2 separate regions of the Lactuca sativa genome follow, and region 1 is linked to region 2. A link is a contact called in public Hi-C data. All regions are on one chromosome and are shown on one strand. Each heading gives the region's core, a stretch centred on a gene start, on an enhancer-like site or on the middle of the called end of the contact. The rest is flanking DNA. Distances are from core to core; before and after follow the strand shown.

The links. Hi-C and Micro-C count contacts between places; a contact is called where the count stands out from the background.
Region 1: a Hi-C map of leaf shows a contact between it and region 2, with 7 times the contacts expected there. The contact joins the promoter of LOC111891171 here to the promoter of LOC111903145 in region 2. A contact is called at or near these places in 2 of 4 Hi-C or Micro-C datasets (leaf and seed).

What each region holds. Positions count from the first base shown.
Region 1 is chr8:76,362,948-76,365,647 of Lsat_Salinas_v11, reverse strand. It overlaps LOC111891171 (E3 ubiquitin-protein ligase MPSR1), which reads left to right and starts at 1,360. Exons shown (of 1, transcript XM_023887250.3): 1 at 1,360-2,361. The coding sequence starts at 1,616. The coding sequence ends at 2,257.
Region 2 is chr8:75,693,976-75,696,675 of Lsat_Salinas_v11, reverse strand. LOC111903145 (cyclic dof factor 1) reads left to right here and starts at 1,257. Exons shown (of 2, transcript XM_023898927.2): 1 at 1,257-1,458; 2 at 2,030-2,700. The coding sequence starts at 1,312.

The DNA of each region.
Region 1 (2,700 bases), core at 111-2,610, 670 kb before region 2:
GCTTGACAATAACATAATTAAACAGAAAATTTGGGTGCTACTGTTACAGGTTTAACATCTAGGTTCAATTGCTAATTGAAGCACAAACACATACACAATTGGACTTTTTCGATCAAACAGATCAAGCTGGAGATGTTACAGGTTTAACATCTCGGTATTTCATTCAAAATCAAATCCAATTTCACATTCCAAGATAAATTACTTTCATTACAAATGTTTTTATTTTACAGCTCTTTTATGAGTTATGCATCAATTAACATAAATTCTGAACTATAGCTTCAATGCAACGGATAAGAAGGGAATAACAGAAAGTCGGGAGAAGAAGGAAGACTGACAGCAGGAAAAAAAAACGAACCTGTAGCTGTGAGGTCGAAGTCTCCGGTGTAGCTGTGGGGGCGACGGTCTCCGGCCGGTGGCTTCACAGGGGAGGCGCTGGTTAACGGCGGCGAGCAGGGGAGGAGTCGTCGCTTGGTCGCTAGTTGAAGTTGTCGCTGTGACCTTGTTGTTCGCTGGCTGCTGCAATCGACTGTGATGGTCGGAAAATCGGAGGACGCCGGATCGGAGAGGAAGGCGGCGATCGATGGTTTTGATCGGAGAGGAGGGTTGCGACGGTGGTGGTCGCTGCAAGGTGGAGTACGATCGATCGATCGAGGGTTTTTTCTGGGAGGGTTGGACGAGGACTGGAGGCGGAAGAAAAAAAAAGACGCATTTTTTTTAGGTTAAAGGGCTTGCAGACTTTAGAAGATGCTATCCCATATCTGTGTGGTGAAGACCTCGCACAAACGTTTTTATGTCTGCGCACTTCAGAAAAACAAACAGACTGCAAACCATTATGTCTGCGCGTGGTCTGCGCCTCGCAGACAGAAGAGGTCACGCAGACCTGCAGAGAAAAAACAAACACCCTCTAAAAGACTCCTTTTAACTTGTGATGTTATCAAAAACTTAAATTCAAGTGGGGAAGTACTTGAAGAGCAATGATTATACGATTTTATATTTTTCTTTAATCATTAGTGTCTTTAAGATGAAAATTTGTCCAGCCAACTTGATATATCGTGACCCGTTTTTTTTCACAAATCTAAAATCGCACCTATACATTTCGAAACAATCATACATTATATACTTTATATAAAAAAATAGTATTCTATAAATAAAAAAAATATATAAAACATACATTCTTAAATTAAAATGCATTTTCCTTTGTAAAAACTATGAACAACGTGCCACGATAAAGTAAAAAAGAAATAAATAATTGATAATTGTACATATTCGAAATCATACATGTAATATCCACTTTGTATCGTTGATTAAGAAAATCGAAGGCTAGAAACTTCTGGATCAAACGAAACCCACCGCACTAGATTACTCCACCAAAAATATCATCCTTCATCTTATCCAACGCGTTAACCAAACCCCTTGGCGTATTATAGCAAAAACACCTGTCTACACACAACATTCGAGATCCTTCTACACCCTTCACCCCCTTCGTTTTTAAGCTCTCCAAAAAAATACCCCAATTCAAATTCAACTTCCACTTCTACTGTTCTTTTCAATTTTGATCTTTCTCAGTAAGCAGAAACACTCAAAAACACACTAACCACTACGAATTTGTGCTCAAATGGCTTCAGAAGGAGAGCTATCAGTATCTCGTTTGATCGAGAGGCTCATCGAGATGCCTTTCCTTTCAGGCTTCATAACAACTAGGCCGGAATCGGATTCCAGTCACGATTCCGAACATCCGGATCATGAATCTACAAACAGTCTTCATCATCAGGGTTCGTCACTCGACCGGATCATCCTGATCAACCCGGTGACGCAAGGAATGGTGGTGATCGGAGGTGGCGCTACTACAGGTTTCGAATCTCTGATGAACGATCTGATGCGGAAGGACGGCCAGCCACCGGCGTCTCAAACGTCGATCGACGCCATGCCGACTGTGGAGATAAAAGGTACGGATGAAATAGAGAGTTTAGGGGGTGAGTGTGTGATATGTTTGGAAGAGTTGGGGGTTGGTGATGTGGTGAAGGAGATGCCATGTAAGCATAAGTTCCATGGTGGGTGTGTGGAAAAATGGCTGAAGATTCATGGGTCTTGCCCTGTTTGTAGGCATAAGATGCCTGTAGATGATTCAGATAAGAAGATTGGGGATGAAAGTGGTGGAAGAAGAAGAAGAGAAATTTGGGTTTCGTTTTCGTTTGCTGAAGGGAGATCAACAAGTGAAGAAGAATCAGTAGAATCAAATCAGCAGGAATCAGTGTAGTTTGGATGAGTTATTTTTGTGAATAAATCTTTGTACAAATGGTAAGGGCTCTATTGTTTTTTTCTTTAATGATTTCATGTGAATGCAAATGGTTGGAGATTTTACATGAACTTGCAATTAGGAGTATTTCGATCCTTTTTGCGGTTAATTTTAACAATAATTGAAGTTCGTGACTATGAGGAAGCAATTTAAGCATTAAGGAACGTGGGCCGAGGCCCTTAACTTTTACAAACGTTTATATTATATAATGGGCTTAACTTATAATTGGCCCATGTTTTAAAAGTGATCCAATTTTAATAAAATTACGTTGGGTCTTATTTTCTTAACTTGGATTATAGTAGTTATAGTTTGATTTTATTACGTGTGGGTCCGGATACGCATAGACTTAAAAAGGCTTCCTACCCATTAGGTTTGGGAATTTGGGTTTATATTCGACACTAAAG
Region 2 (2,700 bases), core at 8-2,507:
TGGATTATTATTGTACACATTACAAAAGAAATCTTTCATTCTCTATTTAGTTCTTTTGTTCACCTAAATAAACACAACATGGTGTTTATAACCTCATGTTGTTTATATGAACTCTAGTACAGTATTAGAGAGCTCGAATATAGTTGTAACCAAAGATAACGTCAATATGCACCACAATCATCCCAAAAAAATGAATAACATAAAGGAGTATCAAACCTAAAATTAATAAAGTTGCTATATAATTATAATATTAAAAAGAGAGAGAGAGAGAGAGAGAGAGAGAGAGAGAGAGAGAGAGAGAGAGAGAGAGAGAGAGAGAGAGAGAGAGAGAGAGAGAGAGAGAGAGAGAGAGAGAGAGAGAGAACTAACTGAAGTTGTAAGTACAGTAAAGGAATATCAAACCTAAAGTTAATAAAGTTGATGATGATACTAAGATTCCGTTTCGTTTGGGAGAAAAAAGAAAATTTTAGAAATGATGATATATGACATGTGTATTGTATAGTTTCTTATATAGTACAGGAAATTAATTAAATAACAGTTGGATTACTCTTTTCAAAGTACAACAACCGTGATTCATCATAAAGTTAATTAGCTTATCTACATAACCCAAAATTGATATATGGAGTCATTCTTTCATTTCTTATTATTAAAAAGGAAAAAAATACAATAACAACACATTTGATTTTTATAGCATATTAAGTTCAAATCTATTGTCATGTACTCCCCTCTAGTGGCATCCACGCAGTGGAATTTTCCGGAGATCGACTTAGACTTTGTTGGCTTTGATCAATATGTGGATTAAGTTTATTTTCAAAATATAGATCTCGTAAATATCATGATTAAACTCATTATATTATTTACTATAATATAAACTTTTTTACTAAGGTTAACATAATATTGATATTATAGTATACTTATGTAGGTCGACAATGCCACTACTAATAGGAACGTGTAAACATCTTCATATAGAAAGAAACTAATTCAAGTAATTTATTTATTTTTTTATAAAACAAAAAATTAAGAATATAAATTATATTCTAAAAGACTAAAAGTGAAACCCCCACTTTGTTGAGTAAAAAGAATATATTTTTAAGAATAAAAATGTCGATCAAAAAACTTAACCAAAAAGAAAGTAAGCATACCCCACTTTGCTCCAAAGAAAATCTCACAAGCCACAAGAACTTGTGGCTCAGAAATTTCCACCATTGCCGACGTGTCATACCCTCGCCTCACCTTTTTAACCCTCACTACTACTGCCGCAAAATTCAAACAAAAAGATTTTACGTTACAAACTTCGATAGACAATTCGTAATGTCGGAACTTAAAGATTCAGCGATTAAGCTTTTCGGGAAAACGATTCAGTTGCTTCATGTTGATGATGACGATGTCGTTCTAGGTAAAGCTGATGATCAACAACAACAACAACAACAACAGTGTTCTTCTTCCGAAGACATCAAGGTATTATAGTATACGAGTTTTTCGAGTGATTTGTTGTTTGATTTGGGTGTTCGTTTCTGTTTGTAAAGTTTCGTGGGTTTTCATGGTTGAGTTTCAACGACTTGAAGGTTTTTGAGGAAATGCATGTGTAGATAATATAACTTTTGAGTTGAATGAATTTTATGAAATTTCACGATCAACCCTTTTCTCAGGGTTTCAAAAGGAAAGTCGGGTCGATGTTACTTTTGGAAGTTATTAACTTTTTGCTTTCATTGTAATGTAATTTACAAAATTTTCAATATCCAAACATCATAGATTCATTCATACAAAGGCTTTTATGAATTTTCTTAGTGGCGTCCTCTGTTTTTTTCTTTTAGAGAAAATAAGGTTTTATATTAGATCTATTTTCATCCGTTCACTCATCGATCTCGATTATATATACAAAATTACGATATAAAATTACAATCTTTATGATCAAATCTGATAATTTTCATATCACATAAATAGAAAGCATCTTCTTTTTACATATATCAAGATCTTGAAACAAAATTATTCTTTTTCATTGACGATTTAAATTAATTATAATTTTCAGAAAAACACTACAATAACTCAAACAGAAGACACATCATGTTCCAATTCAAGTACATCATCAGGAGGAATCAACGATGATCCAAGAACACCAACCGCCGACAATGAGCCTTCATCAAAAAACTCTACAAAAAAAGAAAACCAAAATTCAGAAGAAAAACCTCAAAAACCAGATAAGATTCTTCCATGTCCTCGATGTAATAGCATGGATACTAAATTCTGTTACTACAATAACTACAACGTTAACCAGCCACGTCACTTCTGCAAAAACTGTCAAAGATACTGGACAGCTGGCGGAACAATGAGAAACACACCCGTAGGTTCTGGAAGACGAAAGAACAAAAGTTCATCGTCTGCTTCATATTACCGCCACCTTATTGTCTCCGAAGCTGCTTTCCAACCTTCTTGGAAAACCAACGGCAGTGTTCTTAGTTTTGGATCTAATGTCCCCCTTTGTGAATCTATGAATTCAGCTTTAAACTTTTCAGATAAATCCCAGAAATCTGAAGATGACCTATCTTCTAATTCTGTACAAAGGAATTTCCAAAAATACCCTTGCCCAATCCAGTGCTTCCCTCATCCACCACCTCCTCCTCCTCCTTGGCCTTACCCATGTAACATCCAAGAATTTCCAAGAATACCCTTGCCGAACCCTACGCACTATCGACCTCCTAC